4 separate regions of the Mus musculus genome follow, and all the other regions are linked to region 1. The links are chromatin contacts, called in public Hi-C maps. All regions are on one chromosome and are shown on one strand. The core of a region is the stretch at or near the end of the contact, and the rest is flanking DNA. Distances in the headings are between cores, read along the strand shown.

Region 1 (5,181 bases), core at 438-2,937:
CCTACACTGTAGACCTGCCAGCTCCCTTTCACCTCACATACAGAATATGTAGTGGGTGGTCTTCCTTTTATTTTACTGGAGCAAGAAAACATTGGAGATGTTAGATAAAGCATCCAGGGCCAAATGGGTCATAAGTGTCATCTATGTTGGGTTACTCTGGCCTCAAAAATTATATTCTTTTCATCCCAATCCTATCAGCTTTCAAAACCAAACCTGGTTGTTTTTATGTTTAAATTAAATCACAGCAGCAGAGATGCACTTTAAAATAGATGTCCTCCTTTCCCCCAAAAGATCATAATCATGATGATCATCCTGAGGGAGTTAGAGGAGTTTAAACTAGGAAGCACCAGTATCTTAATTAAATACCTGCCTGCTACACAATTAAAATGCTGATTAGGGTCCTAGTGTGAAGTAGGAGCCTCTGTTCTCTGTGCCCGTGCCTAGGGGGCGGGGGTGTCACTAGACTTTGCAGATTCGATGCTTACAGTACTGTAGTTTCACCTCAGAGCCCCTGAATAGCTGAGAAGAAAGACAGGGAGTCCAACAAGTGAGAGGCATAAAAGGTTGCCACTCACCACTCTCAGTACCCTTGACCCTCAGTCCACAGCTTAACTGTCAACAACCAAAAAACTATTGTGTGAGAGAATTGCTTAAAATACTTGAGTCTCTCTCCCTACTAGTGGAGCTATCTTGCGGTCTGGGAAGCTATAGTGACAGTTTGAAACTGTTGTAGAGTATATATATATACATCTATATCTCTGCAGTGTGGTGTGCTTTCTTATCTTCAGGAGCTTGACCTCAAACAGTTGACAAAACTAAAGAAAGTAAAGTCTCACGTTTCCTCATTTCAAGGTTTACGTTCAGTTGAGGATGTATCAGCAAAAGTCAGTATTAATCCATTTATGATATGAACATGACCAGCTATGGGGTTTTCATTTTGTATTCTCTTAACAGCTGTGAACAAGGCTGTGCCAAATTTACATTCCAGTATTGAAAGTTTATTATTTCACCAGATAAAATATAAATAGGTGATCTTGCAAAGAGGTTATTAAAGTAATGTCACAAAACTACTCACTAATCATATTGTAGTGACCAATGCACAGTATTAATAATAAATTCTAGGCAACCTTACTGTAGAAAATACAAGCCACACATTATATACCAAGTAAATACTTCCTGTATTAAAATGTGAATGTGGTATTAGCCTTGCTCTGAGGAATAAACACATAGCTAATTATATGTTAGGTGGTCTTTAAAAGGAAGTAGACTTTATTCTGGAAGTGACTGCATGATTCATGTGTGCAGGAGCCGAGAGAGACTCCTCCACCCAGCAAGGGAGGTCAAGGCTCATAAGAAGCATCAGACGCCGGATGAGGACAAACTGGGAAAAAAAGAAAAGAACTGTATCATTTTCATTTACTGTTCTGTAAATATCTTCATTTTAAATACATTGAAGAATTGTCCACAATAAAGGAGATGCAGAAATGAGTCAAAAGCCATAGAAATAAAGGGGAATGGGTTATTGAAAGGAGGGGAACAGGATGTGACAGAAAGGATCTAAGGGGCGGAAGGAGACATCCAGAGGAACAAAGGTGTTTGTAAAATGTTTGTGAGTCCTCTCCCCTTTCTGAGTCTTCCGACTCCTGTGGAGTCTCATTCTCTGAGTCTTTCACAGGATGTACATTTTTAGCCTGTTTACTCTGTAACTGAAACCTTTGCTTGTGTCCTCTTTGAACACCGCAAATGTAAGGCAAGGAAGGAGAAGTTGGTTTCAAGCCATTAAGGTGCAATTCTTGTCTGGGGCATCAGTGTCTCAAAGAAGAGACTCAGCTATACTGTTCCTGGCCGTAGACCCAAAATATGCTCCACCATACCACGAGGACACATGCTCCATTATGTTCATAGCAAATTTATCCATAATAGCCAGAAGCTGGGAACAATCTAGATGTCCCTCAACTGAAGAATGGATAAAGAAAATGTGGTTCATTTACACATTAGAATATGATTCAGCCATTAAAAACAAGGACATCATAAATTTTGCAGTTAAATGGATAGGACTAGAAGATATTATCCTGGATGAGGTAACCCAGATTCAAAAGAACAGGCATGGTATGTACTCACTGATAAGTATAGAATGCCCATGATATACCCTACAGACCCAAAGAAGTTAGATAAGAAGGAAGGCCCAAGCAAGGGTACTTGAATCACACTTAGAAGGGGAAACAGAATAAGAGACAGAGGAAAGGAGGGAACAGGGTGGGAGAGGGGAGCGGGAGGAGAATAGGGAGGCAGGGTCAGGTGTGGGAAGAGACAGGAAAGAGGCCCAGGAGAATGAATGGAAATCTACACTTGCTGGGGGTGAAAGAGGTGGGGAGGTTGGAGGGGGGATCTCTGGGAAGTCCCAGAGACCTGGGATAGGGGAGCCTACCAGGAGTCAATTTGGGTGACCTCAGCTAAGAAGCCTAACAGTGGGGATATAGAACCTGAAGAGGTCATCTCCTGTAGCCAGGCAAGACCCCCAGTAGAGAAATAAGGACACCAACCCACCCACAAAACTTTTGACCCAAAATTTGTTCTGTCTAAGTAAGGTAACCCAATCACAAAAGAAGTCATTAGATATGCACTCATTGATAAGTGGATATTAGCCCAGAAACATAGAACACCCAAGATACAATTTGCAAAACACAAGAAAATCAAGAAGAGGGGAGACCAATGGGTGGAAACTTCATTCCTCCTTAGAACAGGGAACAAAATACCCATGAAAGGAGTTACAGAGACAAAGTTTGGAGCTAAGACGAAAGGATGGACTATCTGGAGACTACACCACCTGGGGATCCATCCCATAATCAGCCACCAAACCCAGACACTATTGCATATGCCAGCAAGATTTTGCTGAAGGGACCCTGGTATAACTGTCTTATATGAGGCTATGCCACTGCTTGGCAAATACAGAAGTGGATGCTCACAGTCATCCATAAGATGGAACACAGGGCCCCCAGTGGAGAAGCTAGAGAAAGCACTCAAGGAGCTGAAGGGGTCTGCAACCCTATAGGTGGAACAACAATATGAACTAACCAGTACCCCAAGAGCTCATGTCTCTAGCTGCACATGTAGCAGAAGATGGCCTAGCTGGCCATCACTGGGAAGAGAGGCCCCTTGGGGACTCTTTATATGCCCCAGTACAGGGGAATGCTAGGGCCAAGAAGTGGGAGTGGGTGGGTAGGGAAGCAGGGCAGGGGAAGGGTATAGGGAACTTTCGGGATAGCATTTGAAATGTATATAAAGAAAATATCTAATATATATATATATATATATATATATATATATATATATATGAAATGCAGGATGGAGCAGAGACTGAAGGAAAGGCCAACCAATAACTGGTCCAACTCAAAAACCCTCCCATGGGCAAGCACCAATTTCTGACATTATGATACGCTGTTATGCTTGTGGAAAAAAGTCTAGCATAACTGTCCTCTGAGAGGTTCTAGTCAGCAGCAGAGCAAAATAGATGGAGATACCCACAGCCAAGCATTGGATGGTGTTGGGACTCTTATGGAAGAGCTGGGGGGAAAGATTGAAGGCCCTAAAAGGGAAGGGAACACTACAGAAAGACCAACAGAGTCAGCTAACCTGGATGCCTGGGAGCTCTTATAGCCTGAGCCACCAACCAAAGAACATTAGCAAGCTGGGACAAGGCCCCCGGAACATATGTAGCAGACATGTGGCTCAGTCTCCATGGCTGCTTTGTCTGCTAGTAGGAGAGGAGGAACCTAATCTAGAAGAGACTTGATATGCTAGGGTGGAAGGATACCCGGGGGGGCCACACTTTCTCAGAGGAGAGGGAAGGGCCCTGTAAAGGAGTGGGAAGGGGAGCAGCGTTTGAGATGTAAATAAATAAACAAACAGAACTCTAAAGTGATACCATGTTCTAACAGGCTACTCTTGTGAACTAAGTCTTCTTAAACTTAGCCTATAGAACATCTTGTGGCATCGCATCAGAGACTTGAATGAGAAGTGCACCTAGTACCAGCAATGGAGTTTTCTTTACAGCCATTTTAGAATGTCTTCAAGAAGGTAAGTTGTTGATACTCCAGTCAAGTACCTCCCACCCACACTCAGCAAGTGGCTCTAAACTCAACTGTTCACATACAAATGAAAACATTAACAATGTAGGAAGGGCTTAGTTAAAATAAGGACTTCAACAGGAGAGGAAGGGGTGACAGAGAGAGAAACTGGGGGGTGAAATGACTAAACTCATTGTATAAATGTAGGGAACTGTCAAAAAAGGGAAAAAATAAAAGCAGAAACCCATTTTAAAAAGAAAATGATTATCAAAAAGGTAAAGCTTCTAAGACTATAGCAAGAGTTGATGGGAATCTATCAAAACAACTTCCATATAATGAAAGTTCTATAAATATTTGGTGAAAGAATTAACAAATATAAGGATAAAATATAGAATTTGAGTCTTTTGACAAGATAACATTAGATTCAGATAGGAGCTTAGATTGCAATGGGTCCCTTTTGATTGATGGAGTGATAATGGATATGACCCAGTCTCTGAGGGTGATTTCAATTCATTGAGGAGAGAAGATAGCAAATATAGTAGGCATGGACACCAGGTTTCTTACATGACAGCCTCTTAGTAAGTACTCAAATACTTATTAGCTAGTTAAATGGAAAGGATTAGTTAATTATAAGTGATAATAGCAATGTATAAAATTATTATCAAGGGATTTGGAAGAACACAAGTTATGTGGGTTGATTCCATCCTAAGTCAGTGTTTTGGCAGATGATTAATATACTTGTGGATGTAGGCTGGTCATCTTTGGCGGAGGATTGCATCATGATAGAGGATAATCACAAAAGTGACTGTATCTTCTACTCAGAATATGTCTTAGGGTTACTATTCCTGCGATAAAATACCATGACTCAAAACTACTTAAGGAGAGAACGTTTATTTGGCTTCCACTTCACTCTTTATCACTGAAGTGTTGGAACATAGTCCAAGAATGGAATTGCATGAGAATTCTGAGTTCTTGTGAGAAAACGGCAAGAAAGCAGACAAGACTTCTTGTGAATTTAGTTTCCTTAAAACACAGAAGTATAGCCGGGTGGTGGTGGCGCACTCCTTTAATCCCAGCACTTCGGAGGCAGAGGCAGGCAGATTTCTGAGTTCGT
Region 2 (5,430 bases), core at 2,755-5,254, 170 kb before region 1:
TGATCCATGGTATTAGCTGCCATGTGGGTTCTAGGAACTGAAATCAGGTTCTGCAAAAGCAGCCAATGCTCTTAACACCTGGGCCATCTTTCTAGTCCCTTTTCACAGTATAGTTTGAGCATTTCCACCCCATGTCCTCCTTTAATCTTCCCCGTATCTTTCTACCCCCAAAAAGGTCTTCCTCCTCATGCCATGGTCTCTTTTTATTGTTTTTAATTCATGGAGCCCAATCCTACCTTTAGTCACTGGCTTGCTAGCTGTTGCTGTCCCAGTGCCCTCCCTTCCCGGTCCTAATCATTGTAGCCAGGAACTGAAGTCCTAACACCTTGAATCTCCTCACACAAATGTGCCTCGGCCAGGCTCTCCACATCAAGACTGGGGGTAACATAGTTTCAATTTTTCATCACCTGGTTCTATGGCATTTACAGATAACCTTGCTCCTTTGGATTACTGAATGTCTTCTTTTAAAAAGTTATTTGTTTTATTTTATGTGTATGAGAGTTTTGCCTACATGTGTGTCTGTGCACCACGTGCATGCCTGGTACCTGTAGAGGCCAGAGTTGGGTGTTAGATCTCCTGGAACTGTACTTACTCATGTCTGTGAGCTGCTTGCTATGTATGTGCTGGGAACTGAATCAGATCCTCTGCAAGAACAGCAAGTGCTCTTAACTGTTCAGCCATGTTTCCAGACCCCTGAATTTCTGTTTCTCTGGAAAAAGTGAAGCTTCAATCTTTGTCATTTTATAATAAATGTACACTTATATAAAAATATTCCATATGCTTCTTCCTATGGAAAACTGCCAGTGAGATTTTATTGTCTTAAAACTGCCACAGGTGGCGATTTCTTTTAATCATGCAGATATTCTAGATTTAAAATACATTTAGTCTTGAATACCTAATGCATTCATATAATTTAAGCTATAGTGTATCTCTTTTCATCTTTGCCTTCCAACTCATTTAGACCCCTGGGTCTTTCCTGTCATGGTACACATGTACATTATATATGATCTATAGAAGTGATAAACTGGAAAACACATCATTCCATGTAACTGCTTTTCCTCCAATAACTAACAGAGATGGTTCTGTATTAACCATAAAGGCCAGCTTGGTGCCTTACTCTATGAATATACCATGCTTTATGTAAAGAGCTCTACTTACCAACAATGACGGTATTCAAACAACCATATGATCTTGTGTTCATATCTGTAGACACACAGGCAAACATTCCTGCAGGTTCTAAGTTGTGAGATAAGTCCTTACAAATTCAGCTGTATTTTAAAATCCAGACATTTGTTATGTCGATTGTAAAATTATCATATCTATAGAAATACACCATGCAAATGATTCAAAATAACATCTTCATTTTAACTGGTATTAGCCATGGGTTTTCTGCATTTCCTTTTTTATGATCTGGAAATTATATGTATATGTAGTTTTGTTTTTTATATTCTTCTTTTCTCTCCCTGTTTTCTTTTTCATTTTTCTCCTGTTTTCTTTTTTCTATCCCTCTTTCTTCTTTCCTTTCCTCTTCTTCCAGATTACTTTCCTATTAATGATCAGGTTGAGAGCTATGTAACCACTAGATGGTGGTACAAGCACACAGGGAGAAATATTTTGTAAACAGACTAGGTATTAGTTTTGATTTCCTGCTTAGTTTTTAAATTGCTGTACACTTGGGCCCTCAAATGCCTCCTAAGGGACATCACTGTGGTCGCTGCTTAGTAGTTGAGCCAACATAACACTGATGTTGGGCTTTTATAGCAGCTGCCGTGGACCACTTTATGTTGATGGTGAGACTGTTTTTAGAATGCTCATTGCTTGCACGGATTAACTCTTCAGTAGGCATCTGTTAGGTTTCCTGAGTGATTTTAAGTGCTTGCTTATATTCTTGACTGATTTACAGAACCTACGATGTTGCAGTTGAGACCACTTAGAATTTATAATCTTGCTTTATTTAGTTGACTGAATTTTATGAAGAAATAGTAGTTCCCTAGCGATCTCCTACAATGACAAAAGGCAGCTACTTACTCTGGTTAGCCCGATCCACTGCAGTTCAGAGATTCATACAAACCTGTATCATCCATCATCATCTCAATGTATAAAATGTATTTTTAATATCTTGGAATTTGTGACAAAAGTACTTTTCTATGCGTGCACTGCATAATTTTTGATTTTGGGAAGTATATGTTTTCTCTGTGGGGAATGCATGGAAATCTGGGCTGTGAATGTTTGTATCAGTAAATTCTTCTTAAATCACAGAAGAAAAGAATCCTGTGACATTGAAGGGCATTTGCTTATAGAGCTACATGCTAAGCTTAGCATTTTAAACTCTTGAAAACCAGCTAAATGCAAGGCTGTGTGCTCAGCCCCTCTCCCCCACGCTCCACACCCCACTCTGCAAATGTTCTGTGCAGACAGGGTGTGGATTCCTTCTCCTGTTTGGCGGTGTCTCTATGTGGTTTGTGGGGATGGCTATATGATTCTTTCTTGCTCTGCGACAGCATGTTCCTGTCAATTGTCAAGTGCATGTGTTTTCCTGAGAGGCGCTCTTGCAAGCAAGTTCCCGCTTAAAAGCTTCTATGAGTCATTTCTTTGGGGACCAGTGTTGAGGCATATCACCCCATTTGCATCAGGGTTGCCTGACTTAGTAAAAAAGAAAAAAAGAAAGATTAACATTTTAGCTAAACTATCTGAAAGGTTTGGATAGTAATAAGGCTTTCTTACCACTTAATATGCCCTGGTGAAACTCTATGATCTGCTATGTAGTAACATTGTTAAACTGTTACACCTGGAAGGCTTCATTTAAGACATTTGCTGTCTAACTAAAAGGAGATGGTTTCTTGTTATTCATTCACACATAAGGGAAGGCAAAAATAATCACCGACTTGCATTCAACAAAACACGGAGTTAAGAGAAGCAGTCCCTAAGATGATGAGCCCATTGGCACCCTGCTCCATGAGGTAGAATCTACTGCAGCTGCGTCCTCAGTTTTATTAGGAAAGATAGCCCATTTTGTGATCTACGACGTTTAAATCAATTGAACTGTAGTGAAATCTCTCCCCTGAAATGGCTATTACACAGCTTGCAACCTTTTGTTCAAGAGATTAAGTTTGCATCTCCTCACATTATCTCCTTGTAATTGGAAAACTTTCATTTTGACGCAGAAAATGTGCCAGCGTCCCCGAGAGCCTTGCCACAAGCCAATGCAGAATGCCATCTGGAGGGTCCGTGCCCACATCAGGCGGCAGCCTCCTGTCGGGCAGGATCTGGAACTTTGCAACGAACAACTAATAACATCTTAAGCTCCATTTGTCTAGCTCATGAGTGCTCTTGGCAGAGGTCATAACCAGCAGTGGTTTTCTTGATTTGCTGCATCAAATGTAATTAGGTTAAAGCACTCACTGACAGAGCCTCTGATAATGGCATGAAAGCCTCAGGCTTGAATTTACCCATCCAGTCAAATTTAAGTTTAGAGCAGCAAAGATGTATTAATTTCATCACTGGGACAATGAATATTGGTAAACTTGAAAGGTATTTATTTGGAACAAAGCAGTTTTCCTTCCTTTGGATTTCATACGTCTTTGGTTTCTGTTTTAAAGTTGAATTGAATCAATGCATGTTCTGGTTCCTAGCTTCTGATAAAGTCGCTGATGTCCCCTGCTAGGAGACATAGTCTCATGTGCACACAAACCACACATCTGAACCATTGGTCATACTGTGTAAAATGATAAGATATCTTCAGCGTGTTACTCTGCATAACTGAATTCTGACAGTTGTTATTCATAAAGACAGAAACGACACCGTGGTTGACCTTTTAACCCTTGCCTGTTGAAAAACTCCAGGGTAGCAGAGGTCTCTTCATAAATGAGTCAGGTCGTGGCTGTGAGTAAAACAGAGAACCATTGCTGAGGGTTAAATTTAGGGCAAGCTCGGGCCCAGAGCATGAGACAGACGTTAGCTATTATTAAGGGTATACAAAAAGAGTTTCTGCTCTCTGCTAGAGAAAGAGAGAGCTGGAGTGTGGTCTCAGCCAGAAGGCAGAGGTTCCTGGCATGGCTGCAATGTTAATGATCCTCACAAGGCTTTAAGAATCAGCAGTGGAGTTAGGATGTGACATAAAAGACAGTCTCAGGAGGGCTGAATTTTTCAAACTGACTTCCACATTTCTTCTCCTGTCCCTGTCTCTTAGAAATACTGGCACTACTGGAGCCAGTGGAGGAGCACAACTGAAATCTCTCAGGAACAGCAGTGATTCCCGTTGACTTTGTACCTCATTGGGGGATGGGGTGTTAGTTTGAATGTTTCAGGTGGTTCTCCTTCTGATAAAAGCAATAGGCATGTGTGAGGATGAGGTTAAGTAAGTGTTTATTTGAGGATTTAATATTGCACACGCTGATGGAGTACAGCAATTACCGTGCTGTGATTTTCATATTCATATGTGCCATATTTATTTGTTGTTTACCTCTCTGCATAATGGAAATGCCATGAAAATCTGTTCCTTCTACTGCTTTAATTTTAAATGAAGCTAAATGTTATGTATAATTTTAAGTTACAGATTGCTAATTTCATTCTGTTTTAAATACTCTACACATAAGAAGCTCTTAGGCTCCTGCAGGAGTCCCTGCTTTGAGCAGAATCAAAGCATAATTCTCTCAGTAATTATATAATAGGTAGGTAGTTAATAGATTAAACATGAGCCCGAGACATCATCACATCGACAGTCTATTTCAAACCATATAGTTACCTGTGCTGTTCATATGTATATGACTCTCTGTAAATAGAATGTGTATGCCTTTGTAACTTTCCTGACAAATATAATGTAGTTAAAAGCTTACTGCATCTGTTGTAAAGTATTTGCATCTAGCTTACTTATTAGTAATCTGGTTACAGACTCGGTACTTGGTGAAATGGTTGCGAAAGCTTCAGGAACAACCCAGTTTTCACCTACTTTCACGATAGTATTTTAAAGAGGCTGCCAATGGCAGAATGCAAAGCTAGTTTACCTTATAAAGGAACAAAGCAAGGGAAACATTGAAAAATTAACTCTATAGCTGTTGTGTAGCTTTCTGTCACTAGCCTGAGAATCCCTTCATGTGCTGTATCTCAACTTCTGTTTCCTGGCCCATCCTTTTTTTTCCTCTCCTCAACTCCAGAGCTGTATCTGGAACCTGGTTATATGCCATCCAAGACCTACTAAAATTATTCACTCATTTAATATGCATCACTCTACACTTAGCACATATATATCTATATCTACCTAGATGTCTCTATCAATCTATTTATCTATGTAGATATTTGTTAGAGATATTCATATTTAGATGTCTATATAGAGATATTTAGATAAGGTCTCTCCTGCTGGCTACAGCCTTCATGGGAACAAATCTATGTCACATGTCTATCTCTGTATCACCTCTATATCTATCTATGTAT
Region 3 (5,549 bases), core at 616-3,115, 140 kb after region 1:
AAGAGTGGAAAAACATCAGATGCTAATTTCTGCTGACCTCTTTTGTTTTCAACCATGTAAAATACTTTTTCAATCATGGAACTGAGATTTGATTTGCTAAAAGTTTAGCTTGGTAATGTATAAGCTGACTTGAAAATGGGAATATAAATCACTGCAGCATGACATTGGGTAAAATAAAATATGGATTTCTTTTTTTATGGTCTTGTCAAGGACATTCAGGAAAATTAGCTTTCTTGTGACAGTCTTTGCAAATGTCACCTCTGTCAAAATGAATATCAAATTTCTTCATGAAGAAAATATGTTTAGTATTTAATTGCCTACTCTCATTACCTAGCTGAAACCCAACAGGACAGATCTTTTATTACTATTTTGAAAGCAATCTAAGTTTCCCAGTAATTAGACAGGAAAGGGCCTGCCCATCTACATTGTTGAAACAGTTGTTCTTAAACCCAGCTTCACCCCCAAATACAGTCATCTGGGAGATATTTTTGAATGCTGATGGCCTGGTCTCCCCACAACCCATCAGCCTTGGGTTTGAGTACTCGTGGTGGGGGAGGGGCACGGGAGGTAGTTGGTATTTGTTTAAAATTCTCCTGGGTGATCTCAAGACCATTCAACTCCTTCACACGGAACAGTAGATTTACAAGCACAGAGGCTGAGGGAAGGAACTCTCAACGGTCTAAGAAAAGCATAAGATGGGGCCATCTTGACTCTTCTGCTGAGATTTTTCTGGCATTCCCAAAGAGAAGAGAAAGTGTTCCAGAAATCAAGGAAGTTCCAGAACTGGAGTGGTGACTTGCAGACTATTCCTGGAACTAATTTTGCCTAGTAACACATACTGAAAGCCTCTCTGTATTGTGGTTGAAGTTGAGGATTGTCTCAGTGGGAAGCAATGTCAAGAAGCAAAAAGAAGAAATAATCACAATGTGTAGATGTGTGGGTGTGAGTGTGTATGAAGGGAGGATGTGTGTATACATAAGTGTATGCCTGTTAAAATAATTCCTCACAATTTTATTATTTTATGAATTTTCTTTATGGCTTCATAGTCGTACTTTTGACCCATTTTGAATCAAGACATGTAACACAAATAGAAGACTGATTATTGTTTTCCATTTATGAAGTTCAATTTTTAGCACATATTTCTGGGTTTTGGGTTGGGATGGGATGATGGCTAATAAGATTTGGGTTTGGCCACAATGAAGATGAATAAGGTCTGTGCTGAACCATAGAAGCAGAGCAGAACGGCTGCAAACAAATGTATGCAGCTAATCCCAGTCAAAACAAAGTCCTCCTTCCTACTGGTTACTATTCATCATCGTTTCTTCCCAGCGATCACAGCCTATACCATTAAGAGCTCTTGACTTCTAAGGTTGAGTCTTTTCTGTAAAGTAGATAAGTGATATACATTATATCGTTTAATATATACACACACTATGTAAATATATATATATATTTAAATTACCACAAATCAGAGGCCTATAAATTAGACAGTATCTGTTGTTGATACCACATAATAACACATGTGAAAGACTGTGTCTAGTCTGACTTAACCCCAGCCTCCACATGCCCCATTCAAGAGCAACTTAGCCTCACCACTTGAATCCTGAGAAAGTCTGAGCATTTTTCATGTCAAAATAAACACCTCTTCTTGTGGCTTCTGGAGGGCTCGTTGTTCTGTTTCTAAGAATCATTGCTTTAACCAGAGAACTAAGAGTAGGGACTTGGGCAACACAGGAAATAAAGCCTAGAGCCTTACAGGCTCTCAGAGAAGTCATTCTAAACAAGCCAGGTCGTTCAGAAGTCCTTCTGAAGGACTCAGAAAAAAACCAGAAATGGAGAGATATGTGCTGAAATGATAAGAAAGGGGCACAGAGAACAGGAAGGCTAGGCAGTAACAGCAGTAACTGTCTTCTGCAGGGCTAACTCTACTGTGCAGGAAGCAGCTTGGATAAAACAGATAACAGCTTAACTTGGCAAAGGTGTCTCTAATGTTCATTTAAAAACGTAGGGAACAGCTCAGCTAAGAAACACATAATTGCATGCAGGATGCTATTCTTGCACATATGAACTTCTGGGCCATTTTCAGCTAGCAAATTTGCACGCTATCATTTGCATGGTTCCAAAGCATCGTGTTTGTTGTTTTTTAACGTCTGGTGACTAACTAGAGAAGAGAACATTTGTTTGCAAATATCAAACCTGATCTTGAAGAAAACACCCATTTTTCATCCCCATGCAAACAGGGAAGGTGGCGTTCGGAGGACCACGCACTCTTGTCTTTAACAATGACAACTGCAGGTGGATTGGCTGGTGTTGACTATAATTTTAAAAATAGTTTTGTATTTTCGATTATATGGCATTTATTGTTATAGTAACAGAGCTTCAACTGCACATAGCCTGGCTGCCTTTGGTGGTGCGTTTTTGACATTAATTTTAAAATATTGGTGGTTTTAAAGACAATTCCAACTGAAAACTGCATCCCAATGAAAATTAAATCCTTTGGCCTCCCCTTCTTACTTCTCCTGTATTGGTTTGGAATCATGTAGCCCTAGTAGCTCCCTGTGTTAGGCTAACACTGTTGGTTGAATGCTTCTCAGCAATTAGAGTGAAGTTTATTGGAACTGGAAGATGGTAGCTGAGAGCTCACAAAATGGAGTGTATAATGGAACATTATAAAACAGGTTCTGTTTTCCTGGACTTCCTTCCTTTCCTCTTCTTTCTCCAGCCTTTCCTTCTCTCATCATTCTCACATAGGAAGCTCTGTGTACATCAAGACTACTCTCTATCAGGGTTTGGACCACAGCGAACTGTTCTTCCTGTTGCTTAGCAGTGTTCTTTCTCTGGGTCTGTTTGCCTTCATTTCTCAGTCAATCTCCCAGACTATCCATTAGTAGTAGAAGACATCATTGGTTTCCAGGAAACCAAGCCAACAAAGCATTATCAATGTTCTATGCTAACCATGCTTCTGACCTGATCTGAAGCAACCCTTGGAATGGACAGGGATGGCTGGATCCCCTGACTAGGACTCCAGGAAAGAGTTTGGGCAGCTCCCGTAAGCTCGGTTGTGTTAAAGCATTAGGTATTTCTGTGAATGATGGTTTGAAATCCACACATATATTCATAAATATCTTCCTACACTTCTTACACAGAATCTTTATGACTCAGGAAAGTCAATACAAATGATCTCCTTTTAAATATATTATCTTTCTGTATGGAGGCGTTGTGAGTGTTCCTAGGAAACTCTACCTAGGATTCAGATAAGAGAGGAAAACAGGTAGTTAATGATACAAAGATGCGTGTGAGACATTTTGTTATAACACTATAAAAACTTGTGACCAGTGTTCAAAATAAAGAATTCCAGCTTCCGGTACACTTACCTCATCGAATCAATGCTGTGGCTTTTTTCCCCCCCGCTGTCAGAACTAAGCACAGAATATTCAAGTGTTAACTAAGGAGAACAGAATGTAATGCTAGAGAAAAAAAAACCCTATGATCCCCATCTTATCTCAGTCTTCCTCCAGTTAATGATGTGAAATCACTCAAACACAGAATCTCACTGGGGCTCCCACTCAAAAGCTAAAGGTGTGTGCTGGCAAATAAAACATCATTGCCATAAAGACGACTGCTCTACATTTCAGCAGGGCTGGGTTGCACCTGAGTAGTTCTGTTATGTTGGGCTGTTTCTGCAATTTATGCATTTGCCAAAGTGTGCCCATTGACTTTTTTCCCCCAACACCGTATTGTTTTCATAGAACTTTCATCATTGTTGAAAACACCAGTCATTCCACTAAGCCTAAACCACAGGGCATGTTGTTTCAAAGGCTATGCATTATTGGTACGCTAGTTATATACTCTACTGTCTACTCGCTCAGTCATTTTCACGAGTGCTTGGCTGATGTTAATAAATGGGTAAGAAAGGCAAAACACAAATTCTTTTCCAATCATCAGCCTCTGTTTTGTATCAAATGGACCTTGCTCATCCTGTTCAGGATAATTAGCTACCTCCTATACCACTGAGGCCACTTCTTCATGGCCTCTACAACATCGCTCTGAGGTCATTTCAGCAAAGAAGATTCAGCTTGTGTGGAGAACAACTGTGTTTGCAGAGAGCAACTCAGTTTTACTCCTAAATTGAACTGAATACAAGATGAGACAAAGATGGGGCAAGAGAAACCCTGGGAATCAGGGTCTAGCTTTAACTACTCTATGCCTTTAGAAAAATTTTCAACAAAACTGATGAGATTTTCCCAAATACTGCAGGTAGCCCCAGTGGAGAGCCTTGTGGGAAGACATGCCTGGAGGAGAGGGATAACCAGTGGCTGGGGGTCACCCTTTCCAGACAGCCTGGAGAAAATGGCTCTATCGTGGTAGGTACTGAAGTGGGTCCACCAACTGAGACCAGTCCTGGAATCAGACTTTCGAGGTGTGACTTTCATATTTTTGTTTGACTTTTTGTTTTATCCAGACTTGTGGGCACAGGTGGAAAAATATTTTTTACATGAAGAGCGATAACAAACTCCCCACTGGCATTTGCTACGTCATGCCTTCTGATTTGCGGACAGAACTGAGTAAAAGGATGGCCCCGTGTTACAAAGGTAAGTGGGACTTGACCGAACTAGAGGAAGAGAAGCAAAGGAAGGAGTCCACTCGTTTGCATTTGCAGTTTTGCCTGCTCAAAGACGAAGAATATCCTTCATAAGGGCATTGTTAACTAACAGTATCCTTCCTTTGTTTACTTTGTGCAGTATCGATACTTTATACAAACATGCCATGGTTTTGAAAAGCAATTCTTCATTTTCATTTGAATAATTGTGGAAGCTAGTTGGCAACTATCCAACTTTGTACTAAATTTATATTTTCAAATCAGTCTAAGCATGTCTAATGTCAGGGAAACCATAGGATCCTCAAAGTCATGAAATTACATACAAAATTCTTATTAGAAAAAAAATGACCATAATTCTTGTTTTCCTAGAAACTTGTAGGGGTCTTCAAAAGGATTCAAGGCACTAGTCAGAGCAAAGCCTTCCCACTTCCTGTTCCCCAAGATATTCCTTGAAGATGTAAGGAATTACTGTTTATAGCAACACTTGGTTCTCAGCCTGTGTATCACATCTCCTTTGGGGCTCAGATAACAATTTGCCTGGGGTCACCTAAGACCATCAGAAAGCACAGATATTTACATTACAATGTATAACATTAGCAAAGTTTCACTTGTGAACCCTCAGCAAAACTAATTTTACAATGGGGGGGGGTCGTCACAACATGAGGACCTTTATGAAAAGGTTATAGCATTAGGAAGGTTGAAACCACTGGTCTAAATTTGGGTAACTCTGTCTCAATGGAAACCTGTATTTTATGTACAGAATTAAGATATATATTTAGATTTTGGGACAAATGTCAGTAGCTGTCAAGATAATATTTATAACAATCAGTAACTCTAAAACTGTCTTTAGAACACCAAAAATATGATGAACACCAATTCATTTTAATGATAAAAAATACTATTATTATCTCCCTTATCCTCCAAAGATAACCTTGATTACCTGTTAGAA
Region 4 (5,805 bases), core at 1,942-4,441, 150 kb before region 1:
AGAGAATGGGTTTCTCTTTAAACCGTGCATGTGTACTGATGGTATCTGCTATTTGACAAATATAAGAAAATGCCAAGAGAATTGTAACAGGAGGGTAATTAGGGTGGTTTCGTTGGGAATGCCCACTAAGGGCTTTCAGTTATGAAAAGCATCACCGAGAGCAAAGATTAAGAAACATATGCTTGTTACTGGAAATGGTCTTTACAGTTGAGTGTGGAAATCTTTTAAAACTAGACATATAATAGTATATAGTTTAAAAGCGTCTATGTTTAAGAAACCTTTTGTTGTTCTATGATCTGATGTGTATATTTGTTATCTAACACATTAGAGAAACTTGAAGACACATTCCATTTCTCTGTCACCACTTAATCCCAACCACTTCGGCAATTTCTCTCTCTCCATCTACACTCAAACATGCCCTCTTCACTTCCTGCTAGCATGAGATACCTCAGTAGAAATTTAAAAATGGAGGTTTACATACAGTTTCAGATCACTACAGCTATGTGTGTTTACATTTTGTGTGAAAAAAATGCAAAGAAAGCATTCCTTCTCAACCCTCTTCCTGAGAATTCCTGATTTTTTTTTAAGACTGTTACTTTGTGAAGGCTAAATGGTTATATAATGCACGGCCATAGAGGATGCATGCTTTATTAGTTATAAAGTGATCTAGATTAAGAACCTAACGAGTGACTAATCCTGGTGCTCTGAAGAGAGAGAGAAGACATATCCTTCCATAACAAGCATTTACAAGGACAAAGCATTTCTAACCCCTCTTGATTCCCCAGCCACTAAAGTGGGTAGGTGGAGGAGCGCCTCATAGAAGCAGAGTAAGGGGGGATGGGATAGGAGGTTTGCAGAGGGAAAACTGGGAAAGGGGAATAACATTTGAAATTTAAATAAACAAAGTATCCAGTTAAAATTTTTCAAACAAAACAAAACAAAACAAAAACAAAAAACAAACAAAAAAAACTAAGTGTAGTTAAAACTTGGATCTTAACCAGGAAGTCTATACTTTAAAGGTCAGCATTGTAAATTGGTTTCCTCTGCAACAGCAAAGTGTCACAAACATGAGGCACAAGGCAAGACTTCAGCATAGTTCTGTGATTTTGGTCACACAGCTTACTTTAATTTACTTTAAGCTGTACAGGAAGCTAACATGAGATGAATGCTGAGTTCCTGGCTTCAGACCAAGCAAGTTCATACTTGGTAAGATTCCACTCTCAAATGTCATTTCCCCCAGCTTTTCTACACTGGCCCATGACTGCCAACCACAAGTTGATGCACATTTCAATGAAAAGTACCCCTCAAATAAACTTGTTACAAACTCGAACCGATCATCATATCATAACTTTATTTGGAGGACTTATATTCTGCCAGTGTATTTCTTTCTTGTTGAACAAACATACCTTCTTAGCATAAGAAGCATAAGAGATGAACCCTAGTCATGCAGGTCCAATAGAAACTAGCCAATAAATGGAGCTTGGTAGGTAGTGTGGTTTGTTCCCAGGGGTGTCTTCATTTCATATAAATACTAGTTTATATGAAATATAGTTTGGGAGCTAAAACCACAGGTGGTGATACCAGTACTAGGAAGAGGGTTGAGAAGGAACTAGGTGGAAAATAGAAATAGGCAAATTCGCAATTGCCCTAGAATGTACATAGTCAGCAAACAGAAGGAGAGAGTATCCTATCCAGGATTGCTATCCTATTCTAAAAGAAGGAATGAGGGAAGGAGGGGAGGGAGGCAGGGAGGAGGGAGGGAGGGAAGGAGGAGGGAAGGGGCAAGCATGGGGAAGACTATTGGAAAAAAATAGACCCCAGGCAGCGCCAAATGTTGAACAAACTTAAGTTACAGGGAATGTGGGGGGTTTCATGGTGGGCTTTGGGAGAGACTTCTGGAAAGCAGTAGCGCTGGAGGCTGAAAGAGGAGAGAGCCACCACTAACCACACGTGTGCAAGCATTTGGTATAGGGCTGAGGGCAGAGTGGGCAGTCTGAGCAAGGAAAGGGACTCATGAAATCTTTCTAGTAAAATGTTATTTGGCATTATAAACACGAAGAGACTTAATCTGAAATGATTCTGTAATATTAACAAGGTTTCTGGGCTTTTGTCTTACAAAGGCAAACAACAAACAGAGAAGATTATTCGAAATAGAGAATTAACTCAGCCACTTGAAATACTTTACCTTAAGCCTGAAGGAAAAAATTTATCTTTGAGCTTTAGTATGTTTAACTTAGGATCTGCTGGTGTATGTCTCCTAAACACCTGTTCAAATGAGGGGTTTTCTCTCCTCCTCTCTGTGGTGATTTGTATTCTGTGCTCAGTCGGCGATGCACAGCATGCACGATGCTGCCAATTTAATGTCAGGTAAGTCAGCGTGTATTACAGCTTCAGGAAACACATCTTTTCACAGTGATAGACCATTTTGAATGGGAGTTTTCTAAATATGAACATGGGAAAAAGATAGTATTTGTAAATTAGAATCAGTAACAATGTTCTTAGAGCTAGGAACAAATATTTTTTAAAAAAAAAATCAGTCACAAATGATGCTAAGTGATTTGCATGCTTACTGCATTACCTAACTGGTCATCAAGTGCTTCAGCTCTGATTTTTAGATTGAAGCAACATATAAAAGCCAGAGTGTTTATCACCACTGTCTTCACTTTACAGCTTGATTTGATGGTGATTTCCGACCCACCCCGAATCTTCATCTCTCTTCATGCCAACCCTTCTCTGATTGGCTTCATTCCCTCCCAAGGTTCCAAATACCCCCTTTATGATATTGGTGGTCAGATTTATATTTCTGAACCTTTCAAAACTAATGTGTTTACTCTGTTCAATCCGTGAGTAACAAATGATCTTTCCTGCTTCTCAACTTCCTTTCATTTCTCACAGAGTCGAGTGGAGAATGGTGGAGATATAATGCACTGTGTATGTTTTAATGTGCACTTGCTAGGCTCTGGCATGTGTGCTCACACATGGGACCATTACCTCAAGCAGAACAATGAATACAGTCAACACTAAGTCTCCTCATGCTTCCTATTGTTTTTAGGTTCTTTCCACTCCCTTGTGAATGGCACACTTTTGCCCAGGTCTTTTTTTCTGTGAAATTTGGCCTAGTTCTTTTGAGTCTCTGTGCAGCTGCCTTTGTCAGTGAATTGCTGCTGTGGTTGCGGGGAGGTAGGATCCCGTGACACTTCAAATATTTACTCACCAGCCAGCGGGCATTTGTGTGGGTTCTAGCTTAGGGCTGTCCTACGTACAGCTGATATGGCCACTGATGTACAAACAGTTCATTCTATGGCTATGTATTTTGATCTGTCCTAGGTAAAAACCTAGGACTAGGAGGGTTACGTCACATAACAGCCTTAACATTCTTTAGGTTATAAATTTTAAGAATTTGCCTAACATTTTTTTTTCCTCTAGTGTAGCTGTACCATTTTCATTCCTGACAGCTGTATTTGAAAGCTCTTTGTTGCCATCCGGCAGACTATTAGCATGGTCAATATTTTAATTATAAAAATGTGTGTGTATTGTTACATTCAGTCGTTCTAACTTGAATGTATTAGTAACAAACGATGCTGTCAATTTTGTCTGTATTCATTTTAAGAAACATGCATGCTCAAATCATCTGTCATTTTTTTTGAGTTGGGTAATTTTCTCTCTTAATGTTAAAATGTGAAACTATTCTCTCTAATTTCTCCAGATTTTGTCTCCCTGGATGTGTATGATGAGCAGTGTTCTGCTTAGTACTAAAGAAAAGTGCCTGACTGCTTGACTCATTAGGTAGCCAGTGATGGCCTTGAGCCACTTTCCAAGTGTGCTTCTATCCTTAGTTTAGGTACTGGGGATAAACTCTGAGACACTATGCATGCTAGGCAAGTACTTTACCAACTGAGCTACAGTCCAGCATGGATTTCTTAATTTATCTAGAGTCTAAAGGTCATCTCTTCAACTCATAGTAGCTAGAAACTTCCTGTTCCCTCTGCTACCTTTGTGGGGCCTCTTTTGGGGGCTGTGAACTAATTCTCTCTAGTTAGTCTCAGGAAATTTCCATTTGGTGACTCACAGTCAACTTTCAAGTTAATGCATCCAAAATAGAGTTCTTCCCCTTCTGGAAACTTTTTTCTTTCTTCACCCTCTCAGTATATGGCATCGCCAAGCACACACTTGCTTGCACTTGACATCTAGAAGTACCTTTTGATTTTCCCCTTCTCTATCAGGATCTAAGCCACACCTTTCAGGTAAAATAAAGAGTTAAACCATCAATCCTTTTTCCTTTGCTTCCTCTCATTTCTGTGATCCCAGTCTATAATGAGAGCGGTCCTCGTTCACTGAAATTACCCCATCTCCTAACAGATTTCCCCCTTTCTTGCATTGCTTTCTTCTGTCCTCTACCATAGCCATCCATCATGCCAAGCATCTGGGAGCCCCTAAATGTGTAAAGCAGGTTAAATCAGGCTTTCTTGAAAGTCTTTAATAATACTTCTTGTTTCAAATAAATAAAAATATCCACTCCTTCCAATGTCTTACAAGGTATGAAAGAGCTAATCATCATATCCTGGGTAATTTATGGTTTTTTATTTTGTTTTGTTTTTGATTCTTCTCTTAACATGGCCTCACTATTTTCTAGGAAATAATGAACTGTTTCCAGCGTTAAAAATCTTGTCACCAAATAAAGTGTTTTTCTTTGAGTTTGTGCTACAACCCAACCTATCTTATCGTCCAGATCTTACCTAAATAACAAGCGGAAGCCTCATTAGCTCTCCCATGTTGCTAAGCCTTTCATGTTACTTGCACTCCTACTGCCTGCTTCTTATGTTCTCAGAAACTGATTTCTTCCCAACTTTAGTTTGTTGTCTTATAGGTCTCAAAACTGTTATTATGCTGGCTTCTATGATTTTTGCTCACTACTATTTATCTAGTATTTGCAGCTGCCTGCTACCTATAGATATTTAATACTCTATCATACAAAAGAAGGATATATTTGAGTTAAAAATCACTTTTTGTGGCCAGTAAAATGGCTTTGAGGGTGCTTGCCATCAAACCTCATGGCCTTTATCTACATGGGGAGAAGTAGGGAACCAATGAACCAAATTCTACAATTTGACTTGTATACGTGTATACAGTGGTACACACACACACACACACACACACACACACAGAGTTAAATGTAATAAAAATGAGATAAAATTACATTTGAGATGATTTTTCTAGGGCTAGAAATTTTTCAATGTTACTTTCTTAAAAGTACCAAACCTTGGGCTAGAGAAATGGCTCAAAGGTTAAGAGCATCGACTACTCTTCTAGAAGTCCTGAGTTCAATTCCCAGCAACCACATGGTGGCTTACAACCATCTAGAATGTGATCCAATGCTATCTTCTGGTGTGTCTGATGATACCTTCAGTGTACTCATACACATAAAATAAATAACTTTTTAAAGTACCTAGCAAACCTCTATGACTGAAGAGCAAACAAGAGATTTGATTTTAAGAGGTAATACTCTGGAGAAAACCAAATTTTTACCTTTCATTTTTGAGGACCTTTCAAAATAAAGCATAAGGGCAAAGTTATCAAATCTAATGGTATTGGTATAAAAGCAGACACACACACCATTGTGACAAGATAGAGTGTCCAGAAGTAGCCCTGTGCACTTATTGCTGACTTATTTTTGACAAATGTGACAAAAAACACACTACAGAGACAGGCAGAGCATGAAAATACAGTTTTTTCAACAAGTGGTGCTTGGCAAACTTGATATTCATATGCATATCTGCAGATAATTTACATTTTATTTCCTTCTCT

Evidence for each region. A called contact is a pair of places that touch in the nucleus more often than the background predicts.
Region 2: a contact with region 1 is called in a Hi-C map of the G1E-ER4 cell line, with 2.4 times the contacts expected there. The contact joins two enhancer-like sites. A contact is called at or near these places in 2 of 39 promoter capture datasets (the C10 cell line and hippocampal neurons), 3 of 15 datasets of contacts at CTCF or cohesin (the G1E-ER4 cell line, large pre-B cells and pro-B cells), 40 of 484 Hi-C or Micro-C datasets (B cells, the C10 cell line, the C2C12 cell line and 25 more) and 10 of 115 datasets of contacts at active chromatin or transcription factors (CD8 T cells, DN3 thymocytes, the HPC-7 cell line and 6 more).
Region 3: a contact with region 1 is called in a Hi-C map of CD8 T cells, with 4 times the contacts expected there. The contact joins two enhancer-like sites. A contact is called at or near these places in 2 of 15 datasets of contacts at CTCF or cohesin (the G1E-ER4 cell line and large pre-B cells), 14 of 484 Hi-C or Micro-C datasets (B cells, CD4 T cells, CD8 T cells and 8 more) and 6 of 115 datasets of contacts at active chromatin or transcription factors (CD8 T cells, bone marrow-derived dendritic cells, effector CD8 T cells and 1 more).
Region 4: a contact with region 1 is called in a Hi-C map of CD8 T cells, with 2.7 times the contacts expected there. The contact joins two enhancer-like sites. A contact is called at or near these places in 1 of 15 datasets of contacts at CTCF or cohesin (the G1E-ER4 cell line), 11 of 484 Hi-C or Micro-C datasets (B cells, CD8 T cells, CD8 central memory T cells and 4 more) and 5 of 115 datasets of contacts at active chromatin or transcription factors (CD8 T cells, memory CD8 T cells, regulatory T cells and 1 more).

What each region holds. Positions count from the first base shown.
Region 1 is chr2:79,125,899-79,131,079 of GRCm38.p6, forward strand. No RefSeq gene overlaps it. Among named protein-coding and RNA genes, the nearest start is that of Gm35748, 6.2 kb to the left of the region's middle. Within about 2 kb of position 1,688, at least 42 of the 459 cell types and tissues checked have an H3K27ac peak or open chromatin away from gene starts, as enhancers often do. A contact at or near this core is called in CD8 T cells, CD8 central memory T cells, the G1E-ER4 cell line and 6 more, where this site is marked.
Region 2 is chr2:78,957,982-78,963,411 of GRCm38.p6, forward strand. No RefSeq gene overlaps it. Among named protein-coding and RNA genes, the nearest start is that of Gm37004, 12 kb to the right of the region's middle. Within about 2 kb of position 4,005, at least 42 of the 459 cell types and tissues checked have an H3K27ac peak or open chromatin away from gene starts, as enhancers often do. A contact at or near this core is called in CD8 T cells, CD8 central memory T cells, the G1E-ER4 cell line and 5 more, where this site is marked.
Region 3 is chr2:79,268,531-79,274,079 of GRCm38.p6, forward strand. It overlaps Itga4 (integrin alpha 4), which reads left to right. Exons shown (of 28, transcript NM_010576.4): 3 at 4,258-4,364; 4 at 4,463-4,592. Among named protein-coding and RNA genes, the nearest start is that of Itga4, 16 kb to the left of the region's middle. Within about 2 kb of position 1,866, at least 40 of the 459 cell types and tissues checked have an H3K27ac peak or open chromatin away from gene starts, as enhancers often do. A contact at or near this core is called in CD8 T cells, the G1E-ER4 cell line, the HPC-7 cell line and 2 more, where this site is marked.
Region 4 is chr2:78,977,025-78,982,829 of GRCm38.p6, forward strand. All of the region lies in intron 1 of Gm37004 (a long non-coding RNA gene), which reads left to right. Among named protein-coding and RNA genes, the nearest start is that of Gm37004, 7.3 kb to the left of the region's middle. Within about 2 kb of position 3,192, at least 23 of the 459 cell types and tissues checked have an H3K27ac peak or open chromatin away from gene starts, as enhancers often do. A contact at or near this core is called in CD8 T cells, memory CD8 T cells and regulatory T cells, where this site is marked.